Linked DNA regions of Bicyclus anynana: region 2 is linked to region 1. A link is a contact called in public Hi-C data. All regions are on one chromosome and are shown on one strand. Each heading gives the region's core, a stretch centred on a gene start, on an enhancer-like site or on the middle of the called end of the contact. The rest is flanking DNA. Distances are from core to core; before and after follow the strand shown.

Region 1 (7,418 bases), core at 2,464-4,963:
ACTGCACTGAACCTGATTTTGAAAATTCTCTCGTGAGGAAATCTGCATACCAGAGAGTTTTCTTAATTCTCTACGTGTGTCTAAGTCTGCCAATCCGCATTGAGCTAACGTGGTAGACTATTAGCCTAACCCCTCTCATTCTGAGAGGAGACTCGTGATCAACATTTAACCAAATATGGGTTGTTAATAATGATGATGCAACATAACATACAGGGATCGGGATCGCGAGCGCCGTACAATTATTTCGCCTCGCGAAGGATAGACGAGTTCAAGAAACTGACTGCTAACCTTCACTAGTCGGAGAGGCACCCTAAGGCTCAGCCCAGAAAGCGCGAATTCTACAAGACCCGTACCAACGCGCGTGCATTTGGGGAGGAATTCAGTACGAAACATGGAGTTGAACTTGCACTCGCTCTAGAGTTTGCGCGTTAACTGGACGCAACAAGGCGTCCCTAGTGTCTCGACTCGCGCGCATTACGCGCGAATCAAGCGCGTGCCTGGCACGCGATTTACGCGCGTATTTTGAATTCGCGCGATGCTTGTGGACGCAATGTATTGAAGTCTAGTACTTCGACAACGCGCGTATGAATTCGCGCGATACGATTCGCGACGAATTCTGGACAAGGTCTAAGACGAAGAAGAAGAACATAACATATCTGACCTGCGCCTCGAGGTAGCGGCCGCCCTTGCCGCTGATGGCCTCCACGATGTCGTGCGACGTGTCGGCGTCGATGGACGTCATCTCCACGTAGCCCTTGCCCTCCAGCGACGGGCAGTGCAGCACGCCGCAATTGCCGAACACCATCTGGAATAACATTGATTTGATCAACCCATATTCGGTTCACTGCTGAGCTCGAGTCTCCTCTCACAATGAGAGGGGTTAAGCCATTAGTCCACCACGCTGGCCCAATGCGGATGACGGACTTCACATACGCAAAGAATTACGAAAATTCTTTGGTATGCAGGTTTCCTCACGATGTTTATCCTTCACTGTTAGAGACACGTGATATTTAATTTCTTAAAATGCACACAACTGAAAAGTTGAGGTGCACGCCCCGGACCGGATTCGAACCCACACCCTCCGGAATCGGAGGCAGAGATATCCACTGGGCTATCACGGCTAGTAATAAGTAATAACATAACATTGAACTAACTGATCTACTCGAAACAGGAATGAGGAGATTCGCAGACGAACCAGAGTCACTGACGTGGCTCAGCGGGTCGCGGAGCTGAAGTGGCAACGGGCAGACCACATAGTTCGAAGAGCCGATGGACGTTGGGGTCCCAAGGTGTTGGAATGGAGACCCCGCACCGAAAAGCGAACCGTGGACCGAAGACATCAAGCGGGTTGTCGGTAGGCGCAGGATTCTGGCGGTTCAATACCGTTGTGCTTGGAAGTCCATGCAAGAGGCCTATGTCCAGCTGTGGACGTCCATCGGCGGATAATAATGATGATGATCTACTTGATATCTATACCCTCGCACACAACCCTTTGGGGTGTGGAAAAACAGTTTCAAGGCTAACCCTTCCCACAGTAGTTTCGGACGACTGCTGTGAAGACAGTCAGGTTCATCGCGTTAGCTAGAGCACCGAAGGCCAATAGGCTGTGATAAGATATAAGGTTGTGTTGTTGGCTGTGATGGTTCCAGTTGAAAATCAGCGCTACAAGACCTATTTTAATTTTACGTAGGTACAACGGTCAACTTTAGTGGCCAAGTGCGGAAAAGGCCCAGGAAAAAGAAGAAAGAAGAAGACCTATTTTAAATGTAGCATAGCAGTAGCATCATGCTGAGCTGGGACCATTTTCTGGGTTATGTCACACATCGAAAGGTATTGTTCTGGATGTATTGGAGATATTTTTATGTGTGGAATAATATTCTTTCTTTCTTTCTTTATATGGGATGCGAATCGCCTCCGCCAAGTTAGAACCGCTTGTGGGAAGCCCGATGGAGGCGGATCACACTATTGGACGTCATCGCGGAATCACCCGCATAGTTCTCATTTCCGGGAAAATACAGGGATAAAATATAGCCTACAACCTACATCATTTGCTTTACAACAGTATTCCATTAGTGAAATAATATCGGGTTTAAATTTTAGACGTGAAAGCGTTACAATCCAACTCATTTGTATTTATCACAGAACCTAAAGCTCATTATAATTTGCAAACTACAACTAATTAGTTTCGACGAAAGTTGGTCATGTTTTCCCAGAAATAACATAATTTTCATAACTTCGCCTTCGCACAAAGGCGAAGGTCGAGCGCGACGCATAGCACGGACATGTATAGAACAATGTATGTATCGGCCCGCGGCATCGGTCACACACAAAGGTCACAGTTGACAGGTTTCAGCTAATATCACACCCCGCACCGGAGATTAACATTTATCAACTGGCCTATTCACTATTTTGGTCTTTATTATCAACCTATTAAAATAAACATCAAATCAATTGACAGTGTCATTTACCTTCTGTGTGATATCCACCAGCAAGCACCGGATGACATTAGTTACATAGAATCTCAATTTCGTATATGTCAACTAGCATACGTCAAAGATAGTGAATTAACCTGCTTATCAGTACCATTACATTAAACCGAAATTCAAAATTCATTTATTTCAATACGGCTTAATTTACAAGCACTTTTGAAACATCAAGTTCTCATGAGCCAATGGCGATAGTTAAGGTCGAAAAGTCAAAGAGTTGTACCTCTTTCGCAGCCTGAGGGTCCGCCACGCAAGAGAAGGTGATGTCCGCCTCCTCCACCACGTCGCACGGCGTCACCGCTATCGTGGCGCCCACCTTCTCGAAGTCTTTGCACTGGAACAACAATACATTCTCATTAGAAAAACTCTGTTTAAGCTTCAAGATTTAGGGGGTCAAACTCATATAGCTGAGAATTAGATAGAATTGTTTAAAAAACCCTAAAATCCTGCCAAGATTCAGGGGCCGAACTGATATTACAGGTCTATATTCTAGACTATTGTTGTACCCACTGTTAGCACAAGCCATACGCTTAGTTGGATAGGACTAATAACCTTTTTTTAATAAACTGAAGACCATGACACTGACTCAACTCTCACACCCGTCGGGGTGTAGAAAAAACAGTTCCGGGGACTCAAAGACTGTGGGAACTATTCGCTGCCGTGAAGACGGATAGGAGCCTTGGGTTGGCTTATAACCAAGAATTAGTGCCAAATGGCTGAATAAGTAGAAAATTCGGATTGCCGATGTTTTCCGCGTTAGGCACCCCTGTGGGAAGCCCTGCGGAGGGTGATTGTGGATTTGAACCACAAAAAAGGTAAGGGGGAGTGGATTGTTACCCTGGCTTCTTTAGGGGTAAGGCCACTGTTCTTGTTATGCACGGTAAAACCTGGAAAGACCAAAAATTGTGCTGCAAGCTCCAAGCATACATGGAAAGCAACATCTTATAATAGGCTAGATAAATGGTTTTTAATTAAAGTATGTACACATTTAGATTTATTTACTAATTAAAACAAATTTTAATCAAATAAAATAAATGGATGCATTATTTGAATTAACAACGCCATCTATACCAACCAAACAAAACTATTCAGTTTCACAAGACCGCCGCTAGATGGCGCAGCGCGGTCTCGCGGCCGCGTGTGGCGAATCGATATCCGCGCCACGCGAACGATCGCCGGCACAGCGACGTCAACGACCCCACGCTACAATGGCGGCCGGCCACCGCGTCGAGCGACGCCATTTTGATAACGGCTCATTCCCAACGCACGGTCACGCAATATTGCACACTGTGTCTATCCAATCCAGTTCATTTCGCATTTTGTAATTTGTATGAACCGAACTGGCACTATCGGTCTACGCATTGTTGGAATACGATCTCATATCGGAGCCGGCGCGGCGATACAATATGCTTATGCAGTAGGAGATAATTAGTTTAGAAAATTGCTTAACGAGCATAATTTTCAACTTATTTTCAATTTTAAAGCATAATTTGAGCAAGAATTTTATACGATTAAATAGCTAATATACTTAGTTACTAGTAGAATTTAGTTATCTACTTGAATAACATAACATTTTCAAATTGTGGACTTTGTACGAAATGTTTTAAGTACCTAAGTAATTTATGTACTTACTTACGAGTACATACATACCTACATAATTAAAATTGGGGAAAAACCAAGAATGTAAAAAATTAATTTATTCTTATTCACACTAACCATTATTTATTTTTTCATTTGCGTCGGTACTTTGTAATGTACTTAGGTAAGCAACTACATTACAAATGCTTTTAAAATAACATATAATAAAAGTAATTACTAATTAGCTGATATAACACGTAGGTACACGTAGGTTCTCTTCATAACAAGTAGAAGGTTTTTCTAAAGATATAAAACCGTCCTAAAATTGTGCAAAAAAAACCCTGTGAACATTGGAAAATATCCATCATTGGATTTTAAATTATCTGCAATAGACAGACAGACAAATATTTAGGAAATTAATTTTTCTTATGTCTTTTTTTGTGAAGTTTTTCGAGTAAGTCTAGGTATAACAAATACATTTTTGTTATACCTAGACTTACTTAATTATTTATTGTAGTTTTTGAAAATGCTAATTTTTTACCGCGGTTTCACCCGCGTGGTTCCCGTTTGGAATACGGGGATAAAATATGGCCTATAGCCTTCCTCGATAAATGAGCTGCCAAACACTGAATTAATTTTTCAACTCGGACCAGTAGTTCCTGAGATTAGCGCGTTCAAATAAACAAACTCTTCAGCTTTATAATATTAGTGTACATGTATGCAAAGATTTATGTTGATCGGTTGAGTAGCTAAGGTGTGAAAGACATACAAACAAACAAACATGCGCAACTTTAACATTAGTTGGCATTAATTTAGGACACGCGGTGATTCACTGCCAAAGATTTCAATGTCCTGGATCACCGCGAAGGTTATTTTTATCAATCCGAAAAAATATTTTCTGCCTTGAGCAATGGCAGATGCTTAATCTTAGTTTATAGACAAGGCGCTGTGAGGTATTGAGGGTGCATAATTCGAGGACCGCATACTGTTAAGTTTTAAACTCAGAAAAGCATGCAGATTACGATTCTGCATGTTGCCAAAAGGTTTCTGAGTCCATTCTTTTGTTATACCCTACCATTTGGTGTCGAGGATACGGACTGAACAAATACTAGATTATCGACAAGCAAACAGTGGACGAGAATAGGAACTACATACGTGTAGTCAATGAAGGATAGCAAACTTGCCTTAAATAGAGTTAAAGAAATAGGAAAAGCACAAATCTCCAAAAATTTGCAATTTATTATGGAAAATCGACAATTTTAGATGGTAAGTAGTCGTAACTATAGATGTAAATAATCCTATTTAAAACGTTTTAAATAAAATTCTGCAATTTTAAACCATTTTAAACGGTTTAAAACTGCAGTCGAGTCCAGGAGACTAACGTAAACGAGAGTGCAAGAGTGTGGGTTTGCGATACAATTTAATTAGCATCGTTATATACCAAAAAGTTCATTTACTATTTACCAACACAGAGTTTTTGCAATAGATTTTAGCTAAGTAAGTAAATGAAATAATTAGGTAGGTAAATCACATAAAATACATAAAAAAATGTTTACAATTTTTTAGGTAGGTACTCCCTACCTAGATAAAATCAAGAAAATGTAATTATAGTAAAATAATACGAAGTCATTAAAACATATGGTTTAAAACTGAAAAAAATGTTTTGTTTTTGGGTTTTAAACGGGGTTTTTTTTTTTTAAATGGAATGGTTTAATTGGTTTAACATCCGATCTTACATCTATAGTCGTAACTCCATCGCGTTTCCTTAGCTACGAGGTTCATGTATACGTAATTATAGCGGACGAAGCCGCTGGCGCAATCTTGTGAATCCTAAATAATTAATGTGTAGGTAGGTAATTGGGAAATTCCGCTGCCAGTTTTTATTGGGTTTTTGTTCTTGTGTATTTCTTTTCATTCATTATGTACCTATGCTGTTTTTAATTTTTATCAGTTCGGCTTTTTTGGCCAATTTAACGTACTTCTTCTAAATTTTCGTAAATTTAACTTCAATATTTTAACCAATACTTTTAAGACCTTAAGCTCTAAAGCGCATTTACTTATGGATCACTTTTACCTGGCAGGTTCTTGATTCGATTCGCAGGTCAGATAAATTTTGAAAATTTATATTTTCAAAACTGGTTCAGTAAAATCTCAGTAGCATTCTCGTACCATCGTAGATTTTCAAGGTCTGAGCTGGCTGATTTTCCATAGCCCAGAGCACTTTGTAGCTTTGTTCAATTACTAACTGAATAATTAAATCAATTATTCTCTGTTCCTCAGGAACTTACGCAAATTAACGCCTGCTCATATCAAAATGACGTAACTTATTATTAAAAGAATATACCTATTATTTATTATAACGACTATCAGCAAGTGCCTACGTAAGTTATATAACTTTTAGATTAATTCTGATAAGTAATATAGGCCAAGTATGCTGAATAAATAAACATGAGCTAAAATTATCGCTTTTAATGTAAATTCTCTTCAACGCAGACATCCGTTAATATACATATTTTACAGAAAGTTACATTTTGTGATAATTTATGGTAATGCAATATAATACCGGGCTGATCTTAATGGAGTTCCACTTTATTCAATTTTCAAGTTAAAATTAAAAGTATTGAAATTTAGAGACGTGATAGCCCAGTGGATATGACCTCTGCCTCCGACTCCGGAGGGCGTAGGTTCGAATCCGGCCCGGGGCATGCACCTCCAACTTTTCAGTTGTGTGCATTTTAAGAAATTAAATATCACGTTTCTCAAACGGTGAAGGAAAACATCGTGAGGAAACCTGCACATCAGATAATTTTCTTAATTCTCTGCGTGTGTGAAGAAGTCTGCCAATCCGCATTGGGCCAGCGTGGTGGACTATTGGCCTAACCCCTCTCATTCTGAGAGGAGACTCGAGCTCAGCAGTGAGCCGAATATGGGTTGATAATGATTATGATGATGATTGAAATTCCTCTTAGATACAAGATAGAATAAAAAAACAGCTTAAGGGCTGTATATAGCTTAGAACCATCATCAAAGTATACTATAACTTGCCTAGGAGTATGAAGAATAACTGTGCCAAGTTTCGTTAAAATCCGTCGAGTAGTTTTTGTTTCTATAAAGAACATACCGACTAACAGACAAATTTTACTGATTGCATTTTTGGCATCACTATCGATCATTAATCACGATAGTTATTTTGGAAATATATTTCATGTACAGAATTGACCTCTCTACAGATTTATTATAAGTATAGATAGATAGATTAAGTTCTAAATCTACTCGTATTTTTTTTTTATTCTATACAAGTTAGCCCTTGACTACAATCTCACCTGATGGTAAGTGACGATGCAATCTAGGAAG
Region 2 (7,418 bases), core at 3,670-6,169, 51 kb after region 1:
AGCCAAGGTTACTGAAATTGGAATTCATTTTAAAACAATTTACGTTTTTAAAACAATGGACTCGCACCAGTTCTTTACACTATTTAAATGAGTTACTGTTGCAATGAAAAATTATTGTTTAGTTTAAACTAATGAAAACTTTAGAAAATGTCAAGGTTAACAATACTTATTAATTAACTGAGCATAAATAATATAATATTTTAAAAAAGATAAATATACTATAGTCAGAGACAAAACCTAGCAGAAATAGTTATGAATGAAACAATAATGCAAATAAAAAACTTGATGTTCGCTTTGTGATAAAGTATAATTATTATTCTAATATTACTGTTAAAGTATCTATAAAATAAATAGTCATTGTCTAGTATCAAAGCCTAAGAAATATTATGGTAAAATATAATTATTATTCTAATAAGTATCTATAAAATTAATAGTCATTGTCTAGTATCAAAGCCTAAGAAATATTATGGTAAAATATAATTATTATTCTAATAAGTATCTATAAAATTAATAGTCATTGTCTAGTATCAAAGCCTAAGAAATATTATGGTAAAATATAATTATTATTCTAATAAGTATCTATAAAATTAATAGTCATTGTCTAGTATCAAAGCCTAAGAAATATTATGGTAAAATATAATTATTATTCTAATAAGTATCTATAAAATTAATAGTCATTGTCTAGTATCAAAGCCTAAGAAATATTATGGTAAAATATAATTATTATTCTAATAAGTATCTATAAAATTAATAGTCATTGTCTAGTATCAAAGCCTAAGAAATATTATGGTAAAATATAATTATTATTCTAATAAGTATCTATAAAATTAATAGTCATTGTCTAGTATCAAAGCCTAAGAAATATTATGGTAAAATATAATTATTATTCTAATAAGTATCTATAAAATTAATAGTCATTGTCTAGTATCAAAGCCTAAGAAATATTATGGTAAAATATAATTATTATTCTAATAAGTATCTATAAAATTAATAGTCATTGTCTAGTATCAAAGCCTAAGAAATATTATGGTAAAATATAATTATTATTCTAATAAGTATCTATAAAATTAATAGTCATTGTCTAGTATCAAAGCCTAAGAAATATTATGGTAAAATATAATTATTATTCTAATAAGTATCTATAAAATTAATAGTCATTGTCTAGTATCAAAGCCTAAGAAATATTATGGTAAAATATAATTATTATTCTAATAAGTATCTATAAAATTAATAGTCATTGTCTAGTATCAAAGCCTAAGAAATATTAATAATAGTGACATTGTTTTTACGGTATTTAAATGTCAAATACATATCTATACTAATATAATAAAGCTGAAGAGTTTGTTTGTTTGTTTGATTGAACGCGCTAATCTCAGGACTGGTCCGATTTGAAAAATTCATTCAGTGTTAGATAGCCCATTTATCTGAGAAGGCTATAGGCTATATATTATCCCCCACGATTAATCCCACGGGAACGAGAACGACGCGGGTCAAACCGCGCGGCATCAGCTAGTTTATAAATAATAGACAAGTCTATGTTAAAAGGAAGTATAAACCTGAAGTCGTTGATTCAAATTCACACATTTATTGCACACACAAATTAGGCACACTTTGCATTCTGCTTGTTGTTGTGGTTGTTGTCTATAAAACGTAAAATATGACGTCACAATCTCACCAATACCTAATTTATACGCAAAACACGCATGTGAATATGTTTATATGCCAAGTTAAAATTATCTAGTTAGGCCATAAGCTTAATAATTAAGCATTTAGAGGAAAACTTAATAAAATTAGTTAAAGGGGAGAAGGAATATTTGTCATATTTGAAAAAAATATAGCAACAAAATTTGAATTTACTAATTTAAAAAACAAAATAATAATTGGCAGAGCTGGCATTACTTATGTAGCGTACTTGTGTGCGTGCTGTATGTAGTAACGGTTGTTGTTTTTCTCTTTTCAGTCAATAAGACTATGAGGGTTGTAAAATAATGCAGTGGCTGCACAAAATATTGACGCTGGCAATAATTTGCGCAGCTGTGGAGGCCAGCGTGTGCCCCGCGGCGTGCGAGTGCGCGCGCGAGCGCCTGGCCTGCGCCGGCGCCGCCCTGCCCCACGCCAGACTCAGCAGAGCCGTCTTAGCCAACTATGGCCCTTCCCTCCAGGAGATCACGTGGACCAACTCCAACATGACCTCCGTAGACACTAAAGCGTTCGACGGGCTATACAACACCGTATACATCGATTTAAGCAGAAACGAAATCAAGAGAACCGAAAACGGCCTGTTCACGAGTCTGACTCGACTAAAGCATTTGAATCTATCCAGGAATCAAATAGACGACATACCGAGATACACGTTCGCCTATCTGGAGAACTTGGAGTTTCTGGACGTGTCTCACAACAATCTGCAAGTGCTACCGTTCCAGGTGTTCGGGCAGATGATTAGATTACAGTATTTGGATATATCTTATAATAAACTCGCTACTTTCTTAGATTACTATTTTAAACCTAATCGCCAACTGAAAACACTGTTCCTAAACAATAATAGCCTAGTCAAAATTACTTCAAACGCTCTAGTCAACCTCGAGGAATTGGAGACGCTCGATATATCTAGCAACAAATTAGATCATATACATAAATCTCTATTAGATAACTTAGAACAGCTGAGAGAACTAGACCTGAGCAACAATAATTTACAAAACATATCACAAGATGCTTTTAAAAATCTCAATAATTTAAAAACGCTGAATATAGGCGGCAACAGACTGAAAGCGGTGCCCTCGATGCTCTTCCAACATAACGAAAACTTGATAACGATCTACCTCGACCACACAGAAATAGCCGTTTTACAGAATACAAATTTTAAAAGATTACACAATCTGCAGCGACTTTACATTAGAAATAACGCCATGCTGCGTGAAATAGAGCCTTACGTGTTCCTGGACACGCCTGCTCTGACACATTTGGATATAAGTGCGAACGGCTTGACTTATCTCCCTCAGTCTTTGATGAGTCTAGATAATTTAGAAGAATTAAGAATAGGAGATAACCCGTGGGCTTGCGACTGCAGAATGGCATGGTTCGTCAGCTGGATAGAGAAGCGAAAGGAAATAGTGAAATCAGATTTGAGTTGCCGCTTAACTTATCCAAATGACATGTTGACGATTTTGAACAACACAAATTGCAAGCCTCCAGTTTTAATAAATCGCAGTCCTCTGAGTTTGCACAGACTGCAAACCGACGCACGGCTCCGGTGTATATTCGATGGGAATCCGTTGCCATCGATAACCTGGATCACTCCGACGAGAGACGTGTACCATTGGAACCCGGAGCCATCGCTGCCGGACATATTCCATAAGCACGGGATAGCACACGATCAGTACTATCGCCCCATAGATTACAGTAAGTCGAGAGTGAAAATACACGAAGACGGATCTCTATTCGTAACCGACATTCACAGGCAGGACAGCGGGATTTATTTGTGTTTAGCATCAAATCCTTCGGGCAACGTGACCGCAGAAGTTGTCCTGAACATAGATCCGATAACTATGTTTGAAATAAAAATCTACAGTTTGCTATGTGGAGCTATTTGCGCAGCAGCGTTTCTTGGCCTCACGTTACTAGTGCAAGCTCTGAGATACATATTCCACAGGTTAGTTACTATCATAGTAATTATTAAATCGTGTATACGTAAAGATTATTAAAAAATTTAAATGTTAAATGTTTGATATTTTAGATTTCGCCTTTTGGAGACGTGCTGCAGTTGTTGCACGTGCGTCCAAAGAGATGCTCCGCGCTCTCGACAAATCTACCACATGCTCGACAATATCGAACAGTACAAAAGGCAGCAGTTGGAAAAGTTAAGGGAAAACTACGCAGTTCAGGTAAACCTTTTTCATAACTATAATATACTCCTATTTAATGTTTGTATGTTTTATCGATTGTTCTATTCCTAGGTGCATCGGATTAAAGAAAACTGCACACAACAAATGGATTGGATACAAGGCAGTTACACCACTCAGGCAGCTCACTTACGCAATATCAGAGACATTGGCACAAACCATTTGACTGCAATGAAAGATCAATATTATGATCAGGTATGTACTATGAGAACATGATTAATATTTTATAGAATGTTATTATGACACACGTGATTGCGCGGAGTTTTATTTATAGCAATAAATGAAATGACCTTCCAAGAATCACAAAAACACGTTTCTTGCAAAGTTTTTCTATTACTTCCAAGCGTGATACAAAAAAATAAATGTAAAAATAAATTTATAATATTTCCTCATTTGTTTGTGCAGGTGAAACGCGTTCGCGAATATTCCACATCGCAGCTGAATTGGGTGAGAGAGAACTACGTGTTCCAACGGAACAAAATAAGAAAGTTCAGCGCCCACCAGATACTGAGACTGCGCGAATCCTACAAATACCAACAGCAGACGCTGAACAAGGTTTTGGAGAACCTGCCCAGTCTGTACTTCGAGAACTGTCGCAACGGCTCGTGCGGGCGGAGCGACTCGATGCCCTTCGACCCTGACGTCGAAGTCATAGACATGTACCTCAAGACCAAGATCGAAAAGTTGGCCAAGCTTCCCAATCCCGACGAAGAGAGCAAGATATCGATATACTACACGCCCACAGAAAGGTCAGTCAACTCTCGACGGAATTCACCAGTGACTATACCCGACGGGATCCACATAAACATCATAGAGAGAAGCGGGCCGCCGAAGTTGCTGGCGATGATCAAACCCTTGCCCGCGCCGCCGCCCACTGTGGAGCTTCACACGCCGGTCTCCGGATCTCAGTCGCCGTCCAGATCCAAACAAAAGTACAGAGAAGACGCCAAACCTTCCAGCGAACCTCTGTTGGGGCACAGGGAAGACCGCGCGCGGCGCAAGCTGAGGCTGGCCGCTAGCGTCAGTTCCCCCGAACTGTGTCGGGATGTGGAGAAGGAGGAGGCTATGGCGGAGGACAGGGATAAGTCTAGGGTGTTGATCGCGGTGGAGTTGGCGCAGCCGGAGTGCCAGATGCGGCACACGGCGGGACAGTTGGTGTGCGGCGAGTGCGCGCGGCTGTGCGAGAACACGCCCTTGTAGTACAGGCTTCTGACGCGCGTGTTCAAGATCTACGCGCTCGGGCCCGCGCCCGGCAGGTCCGATGACATTCGCCTGTGCGACTTCAAGGAGTCTCCGTCTTACGTGTAACTAAACTCATCTTGCCTGGTATCGGAGTAACTAAACTAACATTACGGTCGAGTGTCGGAACCGCTTGTACTTTTAAGTAAGCTGTGATAGTCTAGATTGGAATAAATAATAAACCGTGTATGTGTATTAGTGACAATTTTTTTTTTCGTTTCTCCTAGCGGTAGGTTAAGGAGAATTGATGCGATCTGTACCATCCCTTAGTGCAAAGGCGGCACACTTGGCAAACGTTGATAGATTTTGATTAACGAAACATTATCTAAAACTAATACTCAGGGATCCCTAGAACATTTTGTACACCAAATTACTAACAAGCTAATTCTTCGTGTGACTATAAGTAGAATTTTGAAGTATAACTTTATTTTACATTGCGTTAGACTTAAACTTTAAAATAAAAGGCATAAGGTCTATTTTAGTAGTACGTTATTCCGATTCAATAGACCAAAGTCTTGAAAAAAAAAATATAATTTACAGGTGTGCTACTTTGTACTATTGTAAATCCGATTCAATTAAGAGTTTATGTAGGTTTTGATCTTGTAAATATCGTCTACCTATTGTTTCTCAATCATTTATTATTTTTTTCCATTTTGATGTATTTTTTAGGGTTAAAGAAAATCTCTTAGAGCGTTATGCATTTTATATTTGTTCGTCTTGAAAATAAAGTAATAAAAAAATGTGTAGTTTAATATGCGAGGTGTAAGGAAGTTGTTACTATAATTGTTGTAATTTATCAGGTTGTTGTAAACTAGTGTATCCAACTAGCCACTGCTAACGTACCAGCCTAGAACATCTACATCATTCATATTCATACACCTAATGACCATGACCATCTATGTAGGGCCTTTGACAATGTACAATCGCGTCGAATACTTTTATCGTAAATATACCCGAATACTGAAAATTTCTATATATGTATTTTTGTATTAGATCGTTGACCTCATTCCATTAATGCGTCGACTAAATTAATAGAATATAAATGTAGGTCTCATTAATATGAATTATAATACAAATCAATTAATGATATATGTTGTAATTGATAAGATTTAATATAAATCAATGAATTATAAGATTTTTCCATCACGAAATCATGGCGAGGGCATATCTACGATAGTTAATTGTTCTTTGCCTCTGACGCGGGAATATTTCGCATTGTGCAAAGGCTTTTAAATATAATTCAATGAAAATAAAAAAAAAATTGGCGTAGCTAGAAGTACGGCTATTAGCCTAATAAATCTTCCCGCTTTTATTTTTGTAAAATTTAAACAAATTATAATAATGAAATTATAATTGTAAAATCTTGTTGAAATAAAATAATTAGATTGATCCGCTGGCGCCTTATTTTGGACTTATCTTCAATATTTTTTTAAATTTTAAACAAACTATTCTTACACAAATATATATTTAAAAAACTCAAGCTTTATATATGCTTGTTTTTTTGTATTGAAGGATTTTTATCCATTCAAAGTAAAAAAAAAAAATAATATCAAAAAATTTTTAGTGGTATACTCTCGCTAACTTTTGACTACTGTACACATTTGCTATTTAAGGCTTTTCTCCACTTTGCAAAGCACTTTAAATTATAAACGAAAATGTTTCCGTCCTTTTTTCACTGCGTTTGTCATATCAATATACTTTTTTAATTTTATTTTTGTAAAATATACTATCAATAAAACATCTCACCCTCCATTAACAAATCATATGACAGGCTATAAATCTAGCTACGCCAATAATAAACTATGAACCGTAACAGATGTACTATATTTATATAATCGAATATATTCTATCGGTTTTACTGCATAATTGTGTTAAGTGTTCAAAATGTGTTGTTGTCTTCCTCCCCATCATAATGTAAAAGGTGACAGCAACAGTTAATGGTTAGTTATGTTAATGGTTTAGAGAAACTATGGGCTCAGGACTTGGTGGATTTATGTATAAAATATATATCAGTGTCCATGGTAACAGAAAATATATTTGTTAAATTCATTCTAACCCAACCCCTTGATATATTTCTTCAAATTTAAATAAAATTTTTTTTTTAAATATTCTTTGAAACGTGATTTTTGGAAATTCCTTAATACAATTTTTTTTACATTTTTTCCGGTTTGGGCTGATAATTTGTCAATCAGACGGAAAAGACAAGTTAAACAAAACTCAATTGGTGGAGTATGCCCAAATAGTTTCAATGCATTGTTGTTATTCATAAATTCAAATAAA

The links. Hi-C and Micro-C count contacts between places; a contact is called where the count stands out from the background.
Region 2: a contact with region 1 is called in a Hi-C map of whole larva, with 4 times the contacts expected there. The contact joins two enhancer-like sites. A contact is called at or near these places in 2 of 2 Hi-C or Micro-C datasets (whole body and whole larva).

The regions. Positions count from the first base shown.
Region 1 is chr23:3,963,353-3,970,770 of ilBicAnyn1.1, forward strand. It overlaps LOC112048469 (cytokine-like nuclear factor N-PAC), which reads right to left. Exons shown (of 12, transcript XM_024086001.2): 8 at 2,710-2,820; 9 at 662-805. Among protein-coding and RNA genes, the nearest start is that of LOC112048481, 13 kb to the left of the region's middle. Within about 2 kb of position 3,714, at least 8 of the 8 cell types and tissues checked have open chromatin away from gene starts, as enhancers often do.
Region 2 is chr23:4,013,267-4,020,684 of ilBicAnyn1.1, forward strand. The region is part of intron 7 of LOC112048469 (cytokine-like nuclear factor N-PAC); the gene reads right to left. It overlaps LOC112048468 (leucine-rich repeat and immunoglobulin-like domain-containing nogo receptor-interacting protein 3), which reads left to right. Exons shown (of 5, transcript XM_024085998.2): 2 at 1,961-3,649; 3 at 3,734-3,881; 4 at 3,954-4,094; 5 at 4,305-7,418. The coding sequence starts at 1,989. The coding sequence ends at 5,099. Among protein-coding and RNA genes, the nearest start is that of LOC112048468, 7.2 kb to the left of the region's middle. Within about 2 kb of position 4,920, at least 8 of the 8 cell types and tissues checked have open chromatin away from gene starts, as enhancers often do.